Regions from separate parts of the Mus musculus genome. Here regions 1, 2, 4, 5, 6 and 7 are each linked to region 3. Evidence: chromatin contacts called from public ChIA-PET and HiChIP or PLAC-seq data. All regions are on one chromosome and are shown on one strand. Each heading gives the region's core, a stretch centred on a gene start, on an enhancer-like site or on the middle of the called end of the contact. The rest is flanking DNA. Distances are from core to core; before and after follow the strand shown. Region 1 has its middle 130 kb from the start of Gm14009. Region 2 overlaps Morrbid (myeloid RNA regulator of BCL2L11 induced cell death). Region 3 overlaps Acoxl (acyl-Coenzyme A oxidase-like). Region 4 overlaps Morrbid (myeloid RNA regulator of BCL2L11 induced cell death). Region 5 has its middle 71 kb from the start of Gm14009. Region 6 overlaps Morrbid (myeloid RNA regulator of BCL2L11 induced cell death). Region 7 overlaps Morrbid (myeloid RNA regulator of BCL2L11 induced cell death).

Region 1 (3,020 bases), core at 474-2,973, 370 kb before region 3:
CTGGGAAAAGAGCAGTATGTCTGGATCGTGGACCCAGAGGCTAGGGAAACCAGACCGCCTTCTCAGTCAGCTGTATGCAATGGTGTTAAGCACAGCGCTGCTCAACCTTCCTAGTGCTGTGTCGCCTTAATACAGTTTCTCACATGGTGACCCTTAACCACAAAATATGTCCTACTTCATCACTGTTGTGAGTTGTAACGTAAATGTCTGTGTTTTCCAGGGATGACCTCTATAAAAAGGTCATTTGACCTCTATGGGGGCCGCAACCCACAGGTTGAGAACCATCTGTCCTACACATTAGGGTAGCACTGAAGCATCCCAGCGACAGAAAGAACAGTGTCTGGCTCTCATTGTCCAACATGAGAAATCACAACGTTCCTTTGGGGAATTCTTTTTCCTGGCAATAAATCCTCAGGGGGAAAAAATCCTGTGACAGAACCAGCCCCAGAGGAATGTCCATAGGTCAGAAGGAGGCCACCTAGCTTGGAAGGTTCTGGAAATTCTAGTTGGGCATTGGGAGGAGTCCAGGCAGCTGCGCTGATGCAAGGGGGCTCCAGAGAGGAAGGAGAACCTCGGGAGTTAGTCAGAGGACGTTGCTCAGAATGAGGGAGAGAGTGGGGGAGGCTACCAGTGGAGGCCAGGGACCGATGTCACTTCACTATCTGTAACTTCCTGTTTTGGAGAAAGAGCCTGAGCTTGCTTTGGGGGAGGGGAGCATGAAAGGTGAAGCCTGGAAGATTGGTGCTTGTGCTCTCACTGGAGGGCAAGAGGGGGTTTAAATGGTCAGAGCAGGGGCCTGGAGAGATGGCTCAGCGGTTAAGAGCACTGAATGCTCTTCCGAAGGTCCTGAGTTCAAATCCCAGCAACCACATGGTGGCTCACAACCATCCGTAATGAGATCTCACGCCCTCTTCTGGAGTGTCTGAAGACAGCTACAGTGTACTTACATATAATAAATAAATAAATCTTAAAAAAAAAAAAAAAAAATGGTCAGAGCAGGATGGGGTGACAGACCTGGGCAGACTAGAAGGAAAAACAATTGGTGATTCTGATTCATTCACCTCAATTGTCACAGAACAGAGCAAACACACATGTAATAAAATCATAAAAGTCTGTGGGAAGTAGAAGAAAGAAACTTCAGCAGATCAAAGCAGCTGATGGGTCAGATACTGGGGTCGGGCCTTTGAACCCCCCAAGGCTACACGAGGCTCCTACCTGGCTGAGATCTATGGCTCTTCTGTTCTCGGACTATTGACACAACAGCCTGGCTGCTCAGAGAAATGGGCTCTGAGGATCCTGGCATCCTTGAGGTAGCTCCAATTTCCTAGATGAGCGTGGGGAGAGTGGAGGGATCTGGGTCTCCTGAGAAGAATCGAAGGTGGAAACTGGAGATAAACACGGGGAGAGAGCTTGCTGTCTATGGCTCAATTGCTCTGCTGAACTGCCTCTTGGTTGAACTGCTGCACAGCCTGAAGGAAACCCTATTCCACCCAGGCTTCCCTCCAGAGCAAAATATCAGCCCTCCTCTGCCAGTGGAGTCCACTGGATAGCCAGGCCTGCTGTCCCCAGAGCCTCTGTCAAACCCGTGATCCTTCTCTTTCCCTGTGACCAACAGTATAGACTCCTGGAACTCAGAAGGACTCCACATGGCTAGAGTGTTCCCAGTGGAATCAGTAGTCTGTCACAGAAAAGGCAAAGATGACTCAGGAAGCAGACGTCTGAAGAGATGCCTGGCCTGACTCCATGGAGGTTTTAGAAAGACATTCACTCTTTCCATAGAGTGGAGAGCCTCACTGGTGCTATGCACATTAAACATCAGATGAACTCGCTCCATCTCAAGGGTATTCTGAGTACCCCTCCCCCAACCCTCACCAAGGGTCTTCCCTGCTTTTTGGTACCCTCTCCCAATCATATAGAATTTAAGGCAGATTATAAATTTAACTACTCTGCTAAGTTGCGATAAGTAATAAATTCATTTCTTTTTGTGTGTGTTTTAAAGCTTTGTAGAAAACAACAATGTCAACAACACTAACCCAAACATTGTAAGGCTGAGACACAAAGACATTGAGTTTGAAGGTAACCTGGGCTACATAATGAATTGTATATTCCAGACCAGCCTGGGCTACATGGCAAGCCCTGTCTCAAAAATAAACAAATAGATGAAAATCTATTTTTGCCCAAAATAACTGTTTACGGTAACTTCCATGAAATGCCCCAGGTCTGGGTTTTGCTGTTAGTGTCTCCAGCTGGGCACGATCTTTGATGTAATCAGTGACTCAGCTTACTCGAAATAAACCTGTTGTCAAAGATTCAAAATTTATCTCTTTGACACACACATGTCTTGTGACCCGCCTGTCCTTCTGCTCAAAGCACTGTCCCAATCCCTCTGACTCAACGGGGAAACCACAATCTACAAGAAGCCAGAGCGTTCCCACACCTGGGGTGGGCTGCGCGTCACCAGCAGGGCAGCAGATGTCATTGTGCCTGAGCAGGAAGCTCGGCAGGATGGCTTCTTTGCCACTCCTCTGTCCACAGGAAAGCATGGTGACGTGGTGGATTCGTGATTTGGTGGGGAGCACGGTGAGGTGTGACTTGCCATCCTCTCTAAATAGATTGTTCAACCCAGAAGCAGTTGTTTCTTGGGGGAGGCATAACTTGAGGTAGGTCTGGAGATGGCAATGGCTCTTGAGCTCTTGGCTAGCACCTGTGTCGTCCTGGGGCCACTGCTGACCCACCAAGACCCTCTACAACAGGTGCTGCATGTCATAGCTGAAGGCTGTCCCACTCACCCAGGTCCCCCACCAGTCACTCACAACCATGCAAAAAGGGAAGTCTTGGCCAAAACTCACTGTCGGTTTGGTGCCTGCTCTCAGAATGGCACTGTCTGAGAATAATGAGGTGCTCTGTGTAAAGAAAGGGGAGAGAGTCAGGGCTGCCTCCAAAGCCCTGTTCTAGACTCTGTTGCTGTGGTGGTTTGAGTGAGAAAGCCCCCCCCCCCCCGTGGGCTCACATATTTGAAT
Region 2 (3,032 bases), core at 211-2,710, 460 kb before region 3:
GCTTCACGTTGGATTTTTACACTCTTATTATTGAATACATTTGTGTATACTTTTTGGTTAAAAAATTTTAATGAATAAATACGACTTTTAAAAGCATGCATACTTGTGTGGTGCCAAGTGATATGTGCATACATTGTGCAATGTCTAAATCAGAGTCAAGACAACTTTCTCCTGGCTGGGAATATAGACACGATGGTACAGTGCCTCATATACATTCCAGATTTGATTCCTAGAACAATAATAAATAATAATAATAACAGAACAACATAGTCTTTAAAAGCTTTCAATTACTTATGGTAAAAAATCATTTAAGAATATGATATACATACATGCACATATATGTATATGATATATGTGCATATGTATATATTATACACACTGAAATAATACCACGATTTTACAAAAAACAGCTAATGGCTGGAAAGCTCTGGGTTCAGAGAAGAGACTTTTTGAAAAATAAAAAATCTTTAGAAACAAGTTAGCACAGTTTTGTAAAATACTCTCTCTTACATCGGTTGAAAGCCACGCAGCCACTGCACATAAACCCTTGCTTGTGTTAAGGTCCTGGGTCAGTATCCCTCAACCTCCACAGCTGAAAGGAAAAGAGAAGGGCTGTGAGGAGCCTGAAGGACCATGTCCCTTCTGCCTGAAGTATCTGTACATCCCAGGGATGAGGCTCTGACAGGCAGGGTGTTGTTGGTTACAGGGTAGGAATTCTATTTGGGGTTTTGGGGGTTTATCCTGATGTATATTCTGGCTCAAGTTTCATTCCCAACAAATTAACCAGGGAAATGACCCTTCAAAATGAGGGGACAGTGACTCACACATTTCCCAAACATCACTCGACTGGCGGTGAGTTAGCGGCGAGTCACTCTGACTTCTTGTGATAAAGCAGGCTGCCTTCATTCTTAGTTGCTGCACACTGATCCAGGGCCTCTGAGATCTGAGTTCCCCCATTGAAGAGTCCCTAAAGCCAGTGTTTATCAGGGACTTATATGGCTCTTCATATGGTGTAATTTCTGTTGATGCAGTTATAAGTGATGTTAAATGTTTGGGGTCACCTGGGGTTTCTCCAGACACCATGAGCCATTTTTAAAAGTCAAGGAGAGATGCCTTGGCAGATAGGAAAGATGGCTCTTTCCTAGACAATTTGGGGTGAGGAGGTGAGCCACGATGGAGGAACACCACTGTCATTTATAACTCTGTCCACCAACTCTGGAATCTATGGTTTGGTCCCCCTGCCAGCATCCCTGTAACAACATGAAAGTCGGCTTTTCTTCCCCTGGTCACCCACGGCTCCACTTCCTTCCAAACAGATCTTAGGCGAGGAAGTAAGTAAGAGACTATGAGAGGATTGGTGTGAAATAAATAAGGTTGAGTCTTTTTTCTAAGTTGGAACTCAGCAAAACAAGGCTTGCTGGCAGGGGCGGTAGCATGTCAGCTAAGTATAGACTGGAGGCAGGTACATCTGACAACCTCTGATATCTTTAAATGTCAAATTCACCACACATCACAGATGGCATCGTGCCTGGGCATCGAACCCCCTTTAAAATACTCTTCATGTAAATACATTTTTTGTGAAACCACAAGCTGTGTCTCTCAGTTTTGCTTTCAGCTGGCTTTGATAAAGAGATTGGTTGGCACCCTACAGCTAATTAAGCCCCAGCTTTCCAGCTATCATCAATGAAAGGGCTAGGTGACTCTCAGAAGCATGCTCCACTCTCCAGGGTCCAGGGACATTCACAGTGCCTTTGACTTGGGGTAACAGATCCACCCTTCAGCTTAGCCATACTCTTGAGTTTACCACCAGAGCCAACCTGTTTGCTATGCAGATGCACGGTGAGAGGCACCAGCGAGCTGGGTCAGGGGCAGGCTGCAGGAGTATAATGTGCCTTTCCTCATAAATTAATCTTACATGTATTTCAAACTCCTGCTTGTTATGTATTTAATGTTTCACTGAAAATCAATTTTATTTTCTTCTCTGTAGAAAAACAAACAAACAGTGCAGTGCTTTGAGACCCTAGCTTCTAGGATAAGCATCCTGACTCGGGGGCTTTTCTGACATTTGTCTAGTCTGGCTCCTGTCTCTCAGTTGCAGCTATTTATAGACTTTTATTTTTAAAAATCTCATAAAAAAAAGAAAGAAAGAAAAAAGAGAGAAAGAAAGAAAGAAAGAACATAATATCTATACCCAACTCTATATCTGAGCCAGTCTAACCTCTAAACACACATTGTTTTAGCAAAATTATTATCATCATTTTATAAATGATAACTTGACGTCAAACAAAAGGGTAAACGTAAGGGTAAACCACATTTTATTTATACATATGTATGTCTTTAAAACAAAACAAAGTTTAAAAAGTTTTGGTGTTAACAAGTTCAAGTTGTGTGTGTGGAAAAAATAACAAGAAGTCAGCTAGGTTACATGTCAAATAATTGTGCTAAAACATTAATTTTTGATACAGGGGAGCTTTTACGTTTATATATACTTTCCCAAAAAATGGGATTTTTTTTTTTTAAGATAAAATCTTGACCATTTATTCAGGAAGAGCTCGGGGCTGTGTAACCACCCTGCTCTTAAGAAATTCCCGGGTCACAAGCAGAGTGGAGTGTGAACTTGAGCTTTTCTGTTGTGGTGAAGCAGGGTGACAAGGACCGAGGTTCTGAAGAAAAGCCTTCAAACCCATGTCATGCTGTGCTTTTTTTTCCAGATGACTAAAACCATCATCATTTCCCAAGTCTCACACGGGGCGGTGGGGCTGGGTGTGGTTTTACAGAGGGCGGTAGGTGCTCCTGGCAGGCTTCTTCTGAGTTTGAGTGCCCAGTTTTGCTAAGTGAGGACAGGGAGAGTATTCTAAAGTCAAATTCTCACCAGACACTCCCCGAAAATGACAAACACCAGTGACCTCTTTTGTCTTGAAATTCCCTGTCACTTGTAAACTACAGCATTGTTAAGTTCCTCTGTCTTTTGTTCATCGATGGTGTCTTCCACGAGGCAGACTGCTTGCTTGGTGGGACGCAGTCTCGAAAGG
Region 3 (3,056 bases), core at 47-2,546:
AGCAAAGGCTAAGATAAGATACCTCAGGAAAGACAAGAAAGAGCAGCCTCAGCACCGCTCCTTCACACTGGGTCTAGAGCTGACGGTTTTAGTACTCCCCCTTCTAAGAGGTTCCCAGCATCCCCACAGGCCAACCTTCATGTAATCTGAAGATGATTTTCAGTTTCAGGATCTTAAGGAACATGAGAGACCAAAGTATGACTCATACGGGGAAAAAGAAAAAGAAAAGGCATGAGGGTGACTAGGAGGTAGAATTTGCTGCGGCAGAGCCTTCAAATTGTGATGTCAGTCTAACCCTGCAATAGAATCTGAGAAAGCCCTTTAAGAGAAAATCTAGAAACAGAACTAGGCTTGCAGGTAAGGCCACGATATACCAGATGACTAGCCAGTCCCCACTACCCACAGCCTGGCTAGAATATGAACAGTCTTGCTAAACTGCCTCTTCCATCAACTGCAGGCTCTGTCATTCCATCCTGGGCCAAAACAAAGCAGCAGCAGGTTTTTCCCGGAGTTGGCTCTGGAAGAACTGCCATAATATTGCCCCGCTTGGTAAAGTACTGAGCATGCTCAGTGTAGTATCAAGGATGCTGTTAGGCTTTACCCAGGCTCCTTTCTCTGCCCTCCACCAAGTGCCCCATGTTCTGCCCTCTGCCCAGCACTCAATGACAGTCAACCAAGTGGAAACCGGAATAACACCTGCCACTTTCACCGGAGCAGAACACGGAGCTGCTTTCTCACTGGTGAGAGTTGCAAACAGCTGCACCCCATTCCTCGGTCTCCAGGGAGAGGTCAGCCACGGGTGAGTTTTCCAGACGGATAGGATGAGCTGAGCCTCCTGGAATGTGACCTCAGGCACCTGCACCGAAGGAAAGTTACGCCAAGCCCAGCACACTGGCCCAGCGCTCCCGAGGGCTCAGGAGACCCCAAGACTCTTGCCTGGCAGCAGTCTTATGGGTGAGGGATAAGGTCAAATCCAATTACCTCAAGCTGAACTGCCCCCGTGAGGAGGCCCCCCGCTCAAGCTCTGTTCCATCTGGAATGTCCACAGCTGACAAAAGACCTGGCTGCACCTGTGTTTATGTGGCAAGTCACAGAAAGTCGAGAGGGCTGCGCTAAGTGCAACTGCACACCCATTTGACCACTTGAAAGCGGTAAAAATGAGCCAAAACATGAACTCCAGGTCTTACCCCGGCACGGAAAACACACCACAGCTCCAAATGAAGGACCCCCTGGGCCCACACACGGCAGCCTTGGAAGACAGACCCGGAAACGCCACCTTCTAGAAAGAGCCCCAGCAAACCTTGTTGCAAAGGCTTCCCTACCACAGCTCTCTCTAACTCACGTCAGTCTGCTAACCACAATCTCATTACAGTAAAACGCCTTTAAGACAAAGAGTGGTCATCAGGATTTAAAACACCTCTCCCTCCACCCCCAAACTCCTCAGCTCTGTTTCTAGTCAAGACTTCCCGGGACACCGCTGAGGTGTAGCTGGACTTCCTCAGGTCTTACAACTGGAGTCACATGGTACGTGAACCCTACGCCTGCATCTTTTCACTCATGCCAGTGCCTTCTGGTTCTAAGTATTTCGTTACATGGCTGTGTTCGCCTTCATCCATCTCCCTGGGTGTTGGGGACTGTTTTCAGTTTGAGGCTGTTATACATAGAAAGGCTGTAAACAACAGCACCCAAGCCTGGTTTCATCTCTCTTGTATAAATATCCAGAAGTAGAATCACTAAATTGGTAAGGATATAACATTACCAGAAGCTATCAAAATCCTTTCCCAAGTGGCTTCACTGTGTCGCCTTCTCCCTGTAAGGGGAGTATCCACATCTCATCGGCTGGTTAGTGTGGGGTTGGAGGATATTGAGTCTTTTAAGTGATTCTAGTGTGCACTCTGTATATTTTCATCTCCTTAATAATTGATGGTGTCAAACATCTCTTCACTGTACAGATATCTGTTCATAGGTTAAGCTGGGCTCCTTTATTTTCTTGTCAAGGGGGCCATATAGTTTTCTATATACTCTTGATGCAAGTCTCTTATCAGATGTACACTGGAAAAATATTTTTCTCCCAGTTTGTGGACCATCTTTTCATCTTTTGGCCCTGCGTTTCCAGCAGCACTCGTATTTAATTAATGAAATCTACTTCCCCTACCTTTTCCTATATGTCTTTTATATCTGAAGAAAGCTATGGCTTGCACGGGGTCACAAAGATTTTTCTCTTCATTCTTTTCTGGGTGTATAGCTTTAGGTTTTACATTTAGGGACGATATGTGGTAAAGAAAGACACACTGAGCTGACTACTGCAGCATTACAGTCAGTCTCGAATAAGCTCTCGATGTTTGTTTTTTAAGATTGCTGGTATAACAGGTTAATGTTGGTTGTCCAGTAGATTGGGTTAAGAAGGAGATCAATAAAGCATATGTCTTCTGGGACAGTCTGTGGCAATTTTCAGAAGGAATTAACCTAGGGTAAGACAGTCCTCAAATGTAGAGGCCATCACATAGGCAAGAAACCCAAATGAGAACAAAGGGGAAGAGAGAGAGCCTGTGTATACAGACATTCTCCCTCACCCTGAGCTGCTCTAAGTTGTAGAACTTGGCTCCACCATGCCCCTTGGCCAAAATGAACTGAAACTATGAGCCAAAATAAATCTATACTTCCTTTTTATTGTTTCTGTCAGACATTTGGCCACAGTGTCAAAAGTCTGATTAATATTGTAAATTCAAGATCTTTTGTCTTTACAAAAGAGTTTGGTAATTGACTTGTCAATTTCTACATAAAAGATAATTAGGATTTTAATTTGAGTTATGTTGACTCTTGATCAACTTGATTTGAGCACTGTGATGATTAAGCTTAGCTGTCAACTTGATGAGATCTAGAATCACCTAGGAGACTCATCCCTGGGCATTTCTGTGAGGGCATTTCTAGAGGCTACCCTGGTGGAAGTAGGCTTACCCTTAAGGCGGGCAGCATCTTCCAACAGGTATCCAAGACACAGGATTACAAGGAAGGTTAGTGAGCATGTGTGTCTGTGTGTGTACACATGTGCGCAT
Region 4 (3,121 bases), core at 160-2,659, 400 kb before region 3:
CTGTTTCACCTCCTAAGGCAAATCTTGTTTTTCTTAAAATAAAAATTAAAAGAAAAGAAAAGAAAGAAAGAAAGAAAATTCTAGATTAGCTTTACCTGCTCTAGAATGTCATGTGATCAATGCAAGTAACAACTGTGCACTCATCTTCTGGACTCTTCTCTCAGTGTGCTGTGTTTGAGCATCTGATAATATTTTATAATTCATGCCCTCCTAATGGTCACAGGAAGTCAGGGCAAGAATTCAAACAGGAATTTGAAGCAGAAACACTGAAGAATGTTATTTGTTGGCTCATTCATGCTTCATTAGTTCTCTTACACAGCCCAGGAGTATGAGCCCAGGGGATTGTGCTGCCCACAGTAGGCTGGGATCTTTTACATCAATTACAAGACAATCTCCACGAATGTGCTCTTAGGCCAATCTGATCTAGGCAAGCCCTCAATTAAAACTCCCTTCTCAGATGACTCTAGGCCGGGTCAAGTTGGCAATTTTATTATATTAATTTTATAATAGGTTGGAGTTGGCCCAGTGATTAAAAGCACTTGTTGCTCTTGCAGAATACTCAGGGTTCAATTCCCAGCACCCACATGGTTGCTCACAACTGTCTGTGATTACAGATCCAGGAGATCTGATTCCCTCTTCTGACTTCTGCAGGCACTAGGCTGGCATGTGGTGCATATACATACAGGTGCATACACATAAAACAACTAAATCTAAAGAGAAATGAAAAGAAATTAGACCTAACTAGAACACACATTGAGCTTGCATATTCCTTCCTTCCTTCCTTCCTTCCTTCCTTCCTTCCTTCCTTCCTTCCTTCCTTCCTTCCTTCCTTCCATCTGAACAAACAAACAAGCACTCCAGCCTCTATTTAGTGAACCTGTAATCTGAATTAGGAACCATTTAGGATAATTATCAGTAGGGAGGGGGTCTGGGGACCTCTCCTGCAGCAGCCAATAAGTGGTGACGCAGAATAATATAAACAAGGAATGGACGTGTGACATTAGTTAGCAACACCTGTCACAAAGGTTAAGTAAAACTGGGTGGATGGATAGGGAGTGTCCAGTGGCCTTTGGGGAGACATGGCATCATTTCAGTACTAGAGGTCAGAGGAAGCTTCTGGGAATGCTGAATAGAAGACAACCCTATTAGGAGAAGGACTAGGAGGCATCTTAGGGAATGCTGGGTTTGAAGAAGACAGGAGACTTTCCCCCCCCTTTTTGTAAGCCTGTATCTTTAAATGTGTTCATTTCTTGGAATACAATGTATCTTAGGGGTAGTTTACACATCACCCATGAACCATGGGGCAGACCCAAGGCCTAAGGAAGGAGTCTCCAACCAAGGCTGTGTGGTGAGTCTCACTGCCTGCTTTCAGAAACCTGCCACCACATCCTGCGCTGCCCCCCCCCACCACCTTTCCACCACACCCCTTCTTCAGGGGCATCCCCACAAGGAGTGGCAGTAGAGTTAGAAAGACAAGCACATGTGGTTGCTAGGGCTTCAGGTCACGGGAGTGGTGAGCCGTTCAGTGCTCTCTGCTTCTAGATGAGGCACTGGTGATCCAGAGAGGCTGAGCAGGTGGCTCAAAGTGGGTGAGAGGTGAGCCCTGAATGGTAAGGTGGATGCGTGAGGTTCCAGTCCCCTTAGCTTTTACCCTTCCTTCCAGCTTTAGGATTCATTGTTCTCTTCAGTTTTGAAGTGAGGGGAAGAATGTCCTCTGGGGAATCAGAGCTTGAAGAAAGTTCTAGAATCAATCTTAGACAGCCCAATGTCAGTTCTGGGATGTTTAGCTGGGAAGGATCCAGGCTGTGGACCTCCCCATGGAAGGCGTAGGGGATCAGGGTGGGAGGAGGGCGGTGGTCATGGCAGCTGCTTGGATTCTGGAACTGGGAAAACCTGGGCTCAAATCCAGGCTCCACTGACTGCGAGGGTTTGGGCATATTGTTGGAGGCCTCTATACCTCCATTTCCACACTTACAAAACGGTGACTAACATCTCCCTGGAGATTTGATTGAGTTTCCCAAGACAAAGCATTCAAAGTGCTTAGATGCTAGCAGGCCCAGGGCAACTGCCTAATAGGTACTGGCTGCTGTTTTCATTCACCATTGTTCTGGAAAGCAAGACAAGCATTGACTACACAGGGAGGTGGCCAGGAGCCGCCCAGGCTGCTCCTTCCTTGCTCAGCCCACGACCTGCAGGAGAATATTGGTGTAGGGGACCCAACTTCCTGTATCAGTGGGACTGTGTGACCCGAGGGGTGCCTTCCAACCTGCAGGGTCAGTTTGCTTCTTTGCTTCCATAGCTGCCTCAGGCAGCAGTGGCGGAGGGAGAAGCAGCTGGGGTTGGCGCTCAGCCACTCCAGCTGTCGTCTGTGGTAACGTGTTTATCTGCTCCAGAGGGATAGAGATGGCTGAGCGAGGAAGCATGCGGGAGGCTGTACCTCACGGTGACTTGCCAGCTTGGGTGAGTTCACCGTGGACAGCAGGCAAGGGTCACCTCACCATGGGTTGTGGTACCCTCTCCATGCTCTGCACCAATGAGAGGCAGTTTGAAAACTTATTATAAACAGATTACATTTCATATCCTAATGTGGCTGCTGGCTACCTGCCCGTGAATTTTAGCCTCCAGGAAAGAAACAGTTCCGTGAGCAGAGTATTCTACACTTTGACTCTGCTTCTTAAGGCTTCTCCCAGGTCCCTTTAACAACCCCCCCCCCCCTCCTCTGGGCTTAACCAGAAATGCTGGAAGGTGCTTTCTACCCAGTCAAAGCCAATGAGTTGTACCCTGCACTAACACACACACACACACACACACACACACACACACACACACACACACACACAGAGAGAGAGAGAGAGCCAGGAATCCAGTACAAACCAAATGCCCACAGCAGCCCAGGAACAATGGAAAGCTGTCTCCATGTCCACTAAGGGATCTAGCACACACTCCGCTGATGGTACCTCTGCTCCAGTCAGCAGCTCAGATGGCCACTCTGTACACCCAGATGTTTGGTCTGGCACAGCAGGCAGCTGTCTTCTCCTGGCTTTTCTTTATCTTAAAGTTGGAGGACTGGATCCACAACAGGATTCTAGGTAGACCAGGAGCAGTGTGAGTAGCCATGGGA
Region 5 (2,759 bases), core at 231-2,730, 320 kb before region 3:
TCGGTCGATAGAAGCCATCCCCATGAAAGAGGCCCCATGTACTGTGCAGAAGAAGTTATGCTTATTCCAAGGCTTTAATGCAAGTGTTGCTTCTCTGTCAGCAGAGCCCATCCTTAGACTTATTGCAAACCCTTCCTGCCTAGGCCTTATCCGAGCATTGTTTCACAGTCAACAGAGCCCACTCTTGAGGAAGAGTTCATAGGTGACAGAGTTTTCAGTGTAGCCATGCCTTAAGCTTTATTGTGATAATTGTCAGGAGGAAACTTTCTTCCAAAGTTTTACTGTGTTTAAATCTGTAAAAAACAAAAAAAAACAAAACAAAACAGCGCAGGGTCAGACTCGGGAAGTTTGAACCAGCCTGGCTAAGGAAGCTGTGCTGAAGAGAGTTTCATTCTTGCCTCTCCAAGGATATTTCACTGCTGGCTGTGACTCTTGAAGGGACCTCCACAATACAGGGAGTTGGACAAAGTGGCCTCCACCCTGGTCTGTGGCAGCAGTTACATAGACCAGGAAGACCACAGAGAAGACTCTGTCTATCCGGGACCCTATTTGTGATGACCAGCCAGGGCTGTCTGGACCTCTTGGCCGGGCTTCCTAAGCAGTCTCCTAGTTCCTTCATTTGTTGCCCCACCCTCACATCAGGGAACCTGGGGCTCCCTTTTAGCCTCCCTACATCTCCCTAAAGTCCAGCCAGCACCACTGGTTCTTGTAGGGAGCACCCAGCACTCCAGGTCGCAGAGCAGCTAGACCCCATGAGGACAGCAGCTTTGCTCTTTGTCAGCCTGCTGGAGGCCCAGAGATTCCAGTCTCACCAGGTTCCTTTGTCTAGTCTGTTTGTCCCAGAGGTACACAGCAGGCACTCGGATGATGTCATTTAGGACAAACCCTTTGCAGGCAACAACAGCGTTTAAAGCCTGAGAAGAAACACCCCCTCCCCTCTGTCCTCCCCTCCCCCTCTGTTCTTCCCTCCCAACTCTTCCTTTCTGCTTTATCTGCACCAAAATTCACTCTCAAGGAAGACGTTCTGTCCTAAGAAGAAACAGTTGGATAGCAGTGTGAACAAGAAATAAAAATTAAATGTTAACAATCCCTGTTAGCATCCTGTGGCTGGCTCAGTGTCCATTGTCAGTGATCCGCTGGGTTTTTTATGTAATTTCTTCTCTATAACCTGTCTTTTCGCAATAACAGCTTCCTCTGCCCTGGGACTTCCATGTCCACCCTATTGGCTGCACAGAAGGCTTTGCCCTGAGCAAGTTCTTCCTGCTCATACCATCTTGTGGGGAGGCTTCCTGTGTCTAATTAGACAATTCCAAGGTTTGGGAACTTCGTCTGCACCAGGGCCTTTAATTTCATGTAAATTCGGTAGATACAAGTATGAGATACGAGCACTTTCAGTCCTGAAAGAATGTGAGCACCATACAGTGGTTTCCATTTCCTCTCATCTGATTCATTTCAGGGGATTCTCTGGGTGACCCAGGAACTCAGTCATCTCAAACTTCCTGCCCTGCCCTTCCCTGGGGAAGGAGGGGGAAAGGAGCCAAGCCTAGAAAGTCTACAGCCTGCTGGGAAGCTTGCCCTCTGACCCTAGAAAAGCCAGAAAGACCGGTTTCCAGGGTGCAGCGGAGGCTGGTAACTTTACCCTGAGGCTGCTTTTCCTCCTGGGAACTTCCTGCTGCATACTACCCTCTGGCCTCTCTGAGACCCCCATGCTCAGCACCCGCCCTCCCTTCAGGTACCTTTCTCCCTGTTTGTGTGCTATCCAGGGAGAGCAGCTTCTGTTGTCGGTGGTCCAGTCGCAGCATCCACCTAGTTGGGCTGTGCTCAGCGTGTACTTCAGGCTGTCTTGCCAAGAGCCAGTTGTCCTTCTTCGTGTCTTCAGGCTCAATTTATTACTTCAGAGAAAGAGACTTATACCTGGAAGCCATACCACCCGCTTGGGCAAATTCAACCAACTTTGTTTTTCTTTTTTTAAATAAAGAAAAATGTATTGAGGCTGTCCCACGTGTACTGTGCACCAGTCTGATTTGCCTTGAGAAGTGGAGGTCAGGTGGAGAGAACAAATGATAAAGCGCTGATAAAGTGCTGGCATTTACCACAGTGGAAGTTGTTTTGCACTAGGAGAGCTCATCTGAGTGGAAGTCTTCACCTTTTCAAATACCTGAGTAGAAATTGTAGGCAGGGAGTGGCACTCAAAGTCAATATCTCCCTCCTTTAGGATATTCAAAAGTTTGGATGACAAAAAAACAAAAACAAAATTCCAACAAAACAAAACAAAACCAACCAAACAACCACAACAACAACAAAAACAAAACAAACTTGGGTGTGACTTCAGCACTTAGCTATTAGGAAAGAGGCCTCCAATGTGCAGGACTTGGTGATGTGTTAGAATGGCCGGTGGTGCCACAACAGCACCAAAGCAGTTCCAGGTGGAAGAGGTTGTATTGGAAGGGAGAGACAAAGAAGAGGCAAAGAGAGAAAAGGGGGAGAAAGGAGAAAAAAGAGAGAGAGTGAGGAAGGGGCATTCTCCTTATTTATATGGAAAATGATGTAACACAAGTAAGGGTGGGAGGTGAGCCAAGTGAATGCTGGGAATATGGTGGTCATTGTCTTGGCAACCGGTCTGTAGGTCACAGGTCGTGCTGTTGCCTCATAGGTTTGGAATGTCCTGATGCCAACACTTGGTCTGGGATCAGAAGTTGGACCAGAAGAATTATGGCTTGAACATGGTGTAGACAGCTAGAAGCTCCTGTTGAGGGGAT
Region 6 (2,778 bases), core at 18-2,517, 420 kb before region 3:
AAGACTGAGAGAACAAATTGAGGAAAATAGAAAAGTGCAACAGAATTTCAAATAGTGTGCAGACAGTCCACCCTCATAGGTGGAATACAGCTCCCCACTCTTCAAGTGTGGCTGGGCTTGATGACTTCCTTCCAAAGAGTGGGAGGCATCTCACAGTGGAGAGGTACCACAAACACCATCCTAGTCAGATGGTCAAGCGAGATGTCACGATAACAGGTATTCGTGTGTGTGTGTGTGTGTGTGTGTGTGTGAAGATGTCACCTCTCTTCTGAGGTTTTATCACTCAACTGTGATAATAAGCAAAATAACAACAACAACAAACCCAAACCAACAGAAATTCCACCTAACAGTTCTCAAAATGGCCACAAGCTGCAAAAACATAAGTTTGAGAAATTGTCATGGCCAAGAGGAATCGGTCAGATATGATAACTAAATGTAGCTGCAATACCAAGTATTCAGGTGAAATACTGTGGAGATTTGATAAACTGTAGAGTTCGGTTGGTTTACGTTATGATTCACGGTGACAAGTAGACCTAGTCAAGGGACCGAGTGTGAGGTATAGGAAGACTCCCTGCACTAATTGTCAACTTTTCTGGAAAATGAAAACTTTGGAAATAAGAAGTTTAGTTTTAAAAAAGGAGGTAAATAAAGGTACCCCCCTCCGATCTTTCTCCTGTTCTGTGTCTTTCTTCCCTCCTCTCTTCGCCCTCTACTCCTTTATTTCGGAAAGAGCATCATACAAATGCCCAGGACCTTGTCACTTTCCAGCTGTCTTCCTCTGCATTTCTCTGAAGCCTGGTAATATATCGCCTTCCATTTCACAAACAGTTAGACATCCCCATCACCTGTCGACCTTGACACCTGCAAAGATCCCTAGTAGAAACTGCCCAATAGGCTAGCTTGAGCTCATTTGCACCATCCCCACTGTTCAGCATGGCCTTGTGAGCAGTCAGGGTCTTGGCCACTCAGCTTAGGGAGCTCAGGACACTCCCAAGGGAAATGTCCGTTTTTCAGGGAGAACCTTTGCAGGGAGATTGCAGTCCATGCCTGCTATCTGCTCTCTGGCCCACAGGCGCGTCTCCAAGCATGTACCACAGCACCCGAGTGTGGGCAGAAGCCCTCGTGCTGAGTGGGATGAAGCTTTGAAGAGGCTGAGACCTATGAGAACCGAAGAACCTTTGAATCTCCCTTCAGCTCCCCTACCCCGACCACAGCCCTCCTCTTGATGTAAAACATGTGTTGAACTTGAGAACAAGGAGGCTGGCGTCTGTGCCAGGAAGACTGCGCTGCTTTAAGCTTCTTCGGGGGTTGGAAACAGATCTACCTCTGAGGTTTGCATAGCACTCTCCGTGGAAGTCACTATGGCTGGTTGAGATGTGGATTTGTGAGACAGCACCTGAAGCAGTGTGCATTCCTGTCACTCGACCTGTTGTGTTGGGGAGGAACGCCCAGCTTACCACCAGGATTATCTCTGGAGGCTGAAGGCAGATGCCTGGACTCTCTTGAGAGCATGTAAATGTTAAACTGAAATGTTCAGAAACCAAGAGAAGGAGCCTTCCAGAACAACTGTGTACCCGGAATATACACTCTGTATAGCTGACGTATTCATCTACAGGATAGACCAGAAAATCTGTCTTCTAGGCTTCCTTCTGCCTCTTCACCAGCTCTGAGAGCCTGAAGAGTCATGGGGCCTCTTATCAAAGAAATGTTGAAAAATGACTAAGACCACCGCCTTTAATCCCAGCATTTAGGAGACAGAGGCAAGCAGCTCTCTGAGTTCCAGAACAGCCAGAAATGCACAGAGAAATTCTGCCTCAAAAAAGCCAAACAAACAAAAAACAAAACAAAAGAAAAAGAAAATATGGACCAAATACATTAAAAACTAATCTCCCAGCTCCAAATGATACAGGAGAGACCATGTATCAAGGGACTAAGAGGGCAAGTTAATAGGACAGGACCCCTGATGTCCTCCTCTGGCCTCTACCCACGTGTGTCAGTGCATGCACAATCACACATATATGTGCATATAGCACAATACACATTACAGCTTCTCTCTCTCTCTCTCTCCCTCTCTCTCTCTCTCTCTCTCACACACACACACACACACACACACACACTCACACCCACAGTCTGTGAGTGCTTTGTCTCGTAAACAGGAGACTAGGTGTCCAGATTGGGACTAAGTTAAGAGATAGTAACATCTGTAGATGGGCTGACCAAGTGGTTAAAATGGAGATGACAAGAGGACAAGAGAACCTGAACATAAGAGGTTCAGGTGACATTGCCCCTCAGCAAATACTTCTCAAGTGTCTCCTGCATGCCAGTCACTAACCACAGAGGAGAAGGAGGGACAGAAGGCCAGTCACTACCACAGAGGAAAAGGATGGCCAGAAGCATAATTTATATTCTTTCTTTCTCTCTCTGAATATATAATATATATGTACACATATTAGCCATGACTGTGTTCGATACCATTATGACATCATCACAAGCTGTGTTTCTATGTTTACCTTTCATCATCTTTCTCATCCTTCATCTATCCCTGCCCCCCTAACAGCTCCTCCCCAGATATTTTCCCCCTTTCATGTCTCATGTTCCCTTTTGCCCCAGGCTCCCTGTCTCACTGAAGGTTTGTATTACTGTAATAAAACACCACAACCAAAAACAACTTGGGGAGGAAAGGGTTTATTTTGGTTTACAGCTCTCAGGCTCTTCATAGGGAAGTCAGGGCAGGAACTCAAGGCAGGAACCTGGAGGCAGGGGCTGAGGCAGATGCCA
Region 7 (2,971 bases), core at 147-2,646, 490 kb before region 3:
TTCTTTCACCTCCTGTGCTGCTTGTTTTTGTCAACTTGACACAAACCTAAATATATCTGAGAAGAGTGGGAATAAGTTTGGCCTATAGGCAAAGCTGCAAGGCATTCTCTGGATTGATGATTGATGTTCGAGCACCAGTCCACGGGAGTCAGTGCCTTCCTTGAGCAGGCAGTGTTGAGTGTACTAGGAAGGAGGCTGAACAAGACACAAGGAATGCTGTTCCTCCGTGGCCTCCAGATTCCCGCCCCGAGTTTCTCTCTTGACTTCCTGGATGACAGGCTTATAAACCCTTTCCTCCCCAAGTTATATTCGTATTTTATCACAGCAACAGAAATCCTAAGACTTACAGTGTTCACGCCCAGACCACCTCCTGGGGTCTTTTTGTGTCCTGGGCACTGTTCTGACCCTGTCTCAGTGGCCACGCTTGGTTCAGCTGCTTCTTTCCATAACTCCCTGTGGTTCACTTGTACCATTTCTGTTAATAACTGAGATTCTCATTTCTCTCTTTTTGTTACAAAAGCCCAACCTCCTGTATAGTTAGGGTTTTGTTTGTTAGTTTGCTGAACTTAAAAGCTTGGAACCTGACATTTCTTTACTAAACTCTACTTTGGAAGATTTAAGTCATCACCCATCACCCACATCTCCAGATGGGTCTGGTCTCCTGTTCTCTTGTTTAGAATTCATGTCCCACCTGAGGTCAGTCCTAAGCAGATCTGACAGGTTACCAAATCACTGAACAGGTGACAGAGGGGACGAGATGGAAAGCAGCAATCTGGAGTGTGACTACACAGATGTGGCCCACGACTGGTGCTGTTCAGAGTTCTAGGGCCAGAGCCAGGCTTGAGGTCAAAGCAGAAGAATCCTAAGTTCAAGGCCAGCCTGGAGAACTTAACAAGAGTCAGTCTCAAAGTAATAGAATGAAACAAATAGACAAACAAAACTCTGGGGCTGTAGTTCAGTGGCAGGGTCTTGTGTGGTGTGCTTGAAGCCTTGAGTTCAATCTCTACTACCAAATAAAGTAAAAATAAATTAAAATAAAATAAAATAAAAAAGAGCCAGAGATCTTGCTGAGGTCTTACAGCCTCTTACCTGATTTCCTCACTTACCCTGCCTTGATGTTTTACCATAAGAAAACAGGCTGGGACCTACTTTACTGGGTCCAGGAACATGGACACCTTTTACGAAATCTCCTAAATCATGAGTTTTGGCAACCAGTTTTAGAATTTAAGTTTTAAACGTGGAGCTGAGAGTGCGGCTCCTGGCTGCAAGTCACTCAGAGACAGAAGCCTCATATCTGCTTCGTCACCCTGATATCCTGTCCTCTCTACCACATCTGAAGTTCCTCTGCTGCCTGGTCACACTCCCTGTGTCTTCTCAGTGCCCCCATTGTTCTAAAGCTGCAAACTGAAACAAGTCTGAGACGACACATTGGGTGTGACCAGGCCCAGACATCTGCGGTCCTTGCAGTGGTTAATTGCACGTGCTGACTGCTAGAAAATGGTTGCTGGTATTTAGTCCAATGTTATTCTGTTACTCTGTGTGTGTGTGTGTGTAAGTGTATGTACATATTCATGTGAGTGTGTGTATGTCTGTACACATGAGTACACATGAGTACACATGAGTATAGAGGACAGAGCTCAGTACAGGTGTCTTCCTCAATAACTCTCCACCATATGTACTTATTTATTTGTTTATCTACTTTGAGATAAGGTCTCTTCCTGAGCTAAGCTAGCTAACCAACGAACTACAGGGATCCATCTGTCTCTCTGCCCCTCGAGCCTGGGTTCTAGACAAGTGCTACAACACCCAGCTTTTATGTAGGTGCTGAGGCTAACTGAGGTCCTTATATTTGAACTACAGGTCCTGTACCAGCTAAGCCTCCTAGCCAGCCCCCAATTCTCTTAATCACTTTTTTGCATGGTAAATACCTTCTGATATAGAGCTATCTCACAATCACCTTTCCAAATTCCATTACTAATCTGTGTGGGTGTGGGTGGGTGGGTGCTTCAATACCACAGTGTAAGTATAGCAGTCAGAGGACAATCTGCAGGGGTTAATTCTCTTCTTCTCTCACCATGCGGGATCAAACTCCGGTCATTGGGCTTGCCGGCAAATCCTTTTACCCACTGAGCTACCTTGCGGGCCCCTCTGTGGGTTTTTTTTTTAAATGTTTATTTTATAAGTATGGATGTTTTGCCTGCATGTATGTAAGGTATGTATCCATGGAGCCTGGAAGAGAACACTGGATGCCCTGGAACTGGAGTTACAGACAATCCATAAGCCTCCATGTGGTTCTGGGAGTTGAACCCAGAGCCTCCGAAGAGCACAAGTGCTCTTAATTGCTGAGCCATCTCTCCAGCCTCATCCCCTGTTTCCCCTAACCCCACACTGCTAGTCTTGATATTGCTGTGAGGTAATTTGCAAGATGAGATTACCACTTATATCAATGGGCCTTGATCAATCAGTTAGGGGCCTTCAGTAGAAAGACTAACCTCCAAGAAAAAAATGCCCCAGAGTCTCAATGTCCCACCACTGTGTTTTCCTAAACCCCAAAGGACTGGGAATTCTCAGCATTTAATGCAACACCGCAGGAAGAGTGGCTCCTGCATTACCAACTCCTATGGCTCTGTAGCCTGCTCTGTAGCCTGCTCTGTAGCCTGCTCTGTAGCCTGCTCTGTAGCCTGCTCTGTAACCTGCTCTGTAGCCTGCTCTGTAACCTGCTCTCTCATGTGGGCTTGAATCCGCACCACTGTGCAAACCAGCCCTTTAAATCTAAATCACTGTCTGTGTCTGTTTGTCTATCTCTCTCTCATGCACACATATGCATGTATATCTCCTGTGGGTCCTGTCTCTCTGGAGAAGCCTGACAAATGTGGTCGTCTTCCCAGAATTAACACTGTTCTCTGTGACAGACAGAATATGCATGGGTATAAAACAAGAGCAGAGGTGGCCTATTTCCCTTTGCAACTAA

What was found. ChIA-PET counts read pairs in DNA pulled down with a chosen protein or histone mark. HiChIP or PLAC-seq counts read pairs in DNA pulled down with a chosen protein or histone mark.
Region 1: a contact with region 3 is called in an RNA polymerase II ChIA-PET map of memory CD8 T cells, with 3 times the contacts expected there. The contact joins two enhancer-like sites. A contact is called at or near these places in 3 of 484 Hi-C or Micro-C datasets (DN3 thymocytes, the G1E-ER4 cell line and cortical neurons), 6 of 115 datasets of contacts at active chromatin or transcription factors (CD8 T cells, T-cell acute lymphoblastic leukemia, double positive thymocytes and 3 more) and 1 of 9 other capture datasets (adipose tissue).
Region 2: an H3K27ac HiChIP or PLAC-seq map of regulatory T cell precursor shows a contact between it and region 3, with 4 times the contacts expected there. The contact joins two enhancer-like sites. A contact is called at or near these places in 4 of 15 datasets of contacts at CTCF or cohesin (the NIH/3T3 cell line, embryonic stem cells and pro-B cells), 18 of 484 Hi-C or Micro-C datasets (the G1E-ER4 cell line, the HL-1 cell line, bone marrow-derived macrophages and 6 more), 10 of 115 datasets of contacts at active chromatin or transcription factors (the 230-238 cell line, CD8 T cells, T-cell acute lymphoblastic leukemia and 6 more) and 1 of 9 other capture datasets (liver).
Region 4: a contact with region 3 is called in a BATF HiChIP or PLAC-seq map of CD8 T cells, with 6 read pairs. The contact joins two enhancer-like sites. A contact is called at or near these places in 1 of 15 datasets of contacts at CTCF or cohesin (large pre-B cells) and 5 of 115 datasets of contacts at active chromatin or transcription factors (CD8 T cells, bone marrow-derived macrophages, double positive thymocytes and 2 more).
Region 5: a contact with region 3 is called in a BATF HiChIP or PLAC-seq map of CD8 T cells, with 5 read pairs. The contact joins two enhancer-like sites. A contact is called at or near these places in 1 of 484 Hi-C or Micro-C datasets (pro-B cells) and 3 of 115 datasets of contacts at active chromatin or transcription factors (CD8 T cells, double positive thymocytes and large pre-B cells).
Region 6: a contact with region 3 is called in a BATF HiChIP or PLAC-seq map of CD8 T cells, with 6 read pairs. The contact joins two enhancer-like sites. A contact is called at or near these places in 1 of 15 datasets of contacts at CTCF or cohesin (large pre-B cells), 3 of 484 Hi-C or Micro-C datasets (all in embryonic stem cells) and 6 of 115 datasets of contacts at active chromatin or transcription factors (CD8 T cells, bone marrow-derived macrophages, embryonic limb bud and 2 more).
Region 7: a contact with region 3 is called in an RNA polymerase II ChIA-PET map of memory CD8 T cells, with 14 times the contacts expected there. The contact joins two enhancer-like sites. A contact is called at or near these places in 7 of 15 datasets of contacts at CTCF or cohesin (CD8 T cells, the NIH/3T3 cell line, embryonic stem cells and 3 more), 36 of 484 Hi-C or Micro-C datasets (CD8 T cells, DN3 thymocytes, the G1E-ER4 cell line and 11 more), 14 of 115 datasets of contacts at active chromatin or transcription factors (the 230-238 cell line, CD8 T cells, T-cell acute lymphoblastic leukemia and 10 more) and 1 of 9 other capture datasets (embryonic stem cells).

What each region holds. Positions count from the first base shown.
Region 1 is chr2:128,294,619-128,297,638 of GRCm38.p6, reverse strand. No RefSeq gene overlaps it. Among named protein-coding and RNA genes, the nearest start is that of Gm14009, 130 kb to the right of the region's middle. Within about 2 kb of position 1,723, at least 109 of the 459 cell types and tissues checked have an H3K27ac peak or open chromatin away from gene starts, as enhancers often do. A contact at or near this core is called in CD8 T cells, the G1E-ER4 cell line, T-cell acute lymphoblastic leukemia and 3 more, where this site is marked.
Region 2 is chr2:128,380,494-128,383,525 of GRCm38.p6, reverse strand. All of the region lies in intron 1 of Morrbid (myeloid RNA regulator of BCL2L11 induced cell death), which reads left to right. Among named protein-coding and RNA genes, the nearest start is that of Gm14010, 41 kb to the left of the region's middle. Within about 2 kb of position 1,460, at least 43 of the 459 cell types and tissues checked have an H3K27ac peak or open chromatin away from gene starts, as enhancers often do. A contact at or near this core is called in CD8 T cells, memory CD8 T cells, regulatory T cells and 1 more, where this site is marked.
Region 3 is chr2:127,920,436-127,923,491 of GRCm38.p6, reverse strand. All of the region lies in intron 9 of Acoxl (acyl-Coenzyme A oxidase-like), which reads right to left. Among named protein-coding and RNA genes, the nearest start is that of Acoxl, 67 kb to the right of the region's middle. Within about 2 kb of position 1,296, at least 50 of the 459 cell types and tissues checked have an H3K27ac peak or open chromatin away from gene starts, as enhancers often do. A contact at or near this core is called in CD8 T cells, DN3 thymocytes, the G1E-ER4 cell line and 6 more, where this site is marked.
Region 4 is chr2:128,323,974-128,327,094 of GRCm38.p6, reverse strand. All of the region lies in intron 2 of Morrbid (myeloid RNA regulator of BCL2L11 induced cell death), which reads left to right. Among named protein-coding and RNA genes, the nearest start is that of Gm14010, 97 kb to the left of the region's middle. Within about 2 kb of position 1,409, at least 113 of the 459 cell types and tissues checked have an H3K27ac peak or open chromatin away from gene starts, as enhancers often do. A contact at or near this core is called in CD8 T cells and memory CD8 T cells, where this site is marked.
Region 5 is chr2:128,239,537-128,242,295 of GRCm38.p6, reverse strand. No RefSeq gene overlaps it. Among named protein-coding and RNA genes, the nearest start is that of Gm14009, 71 kb to the right of the region's middle. Within about 2 kb of position 1,480, at least 112 of the 459 cell types and tissues checked have an H3K27ac peak or open chromatin away from gene starts, as enhancers often do. A contact at or near this core is called in CD8 T cells, where this site is marked.
Region 6 is chr2:128,344,155-128,346,932 of GRCm38.p6, reverse strand. All of the region lies in intron 1 of Morrbid (myeloid RNA regulator of BCL2L11 induced cell death), which reads left to right. Among named protein-coding and RNA genes, the nearest start is that of Gm14010, 77 kb to the left of the region's middle. Within about 2 kb of position 1,267, at least 26 of the 459 cell types and tissues checked have an H3K27ac peak or open chromatin away from gene starts, as enhancers often do. A contact at or near this core is called in CD8 T cells, where this site is marked.
Region 7 is chr2:128,405,671-128,408,641 of GRCm38.p6, reverse strand. All of the region lies in intron 1 of Morrbid (myeloid RNA regulator of BCL2L11 induced cell death), which reads left to right. Among named protein-coding and RNA genes, the nearest start is that of Gm14010, 16 kb to the left of the region's middle. Within about 2 kb of position 1,396, at least 27 of the 459 cell types and tissues checked have an H3K27ac peak or open chromatin away from gene starts, as enhancers often do. A contact at or near this core is called in DN3 thymocytes, the G1E-ER4 cell line, effector CD8 T cells and 1 more, where this site is marked.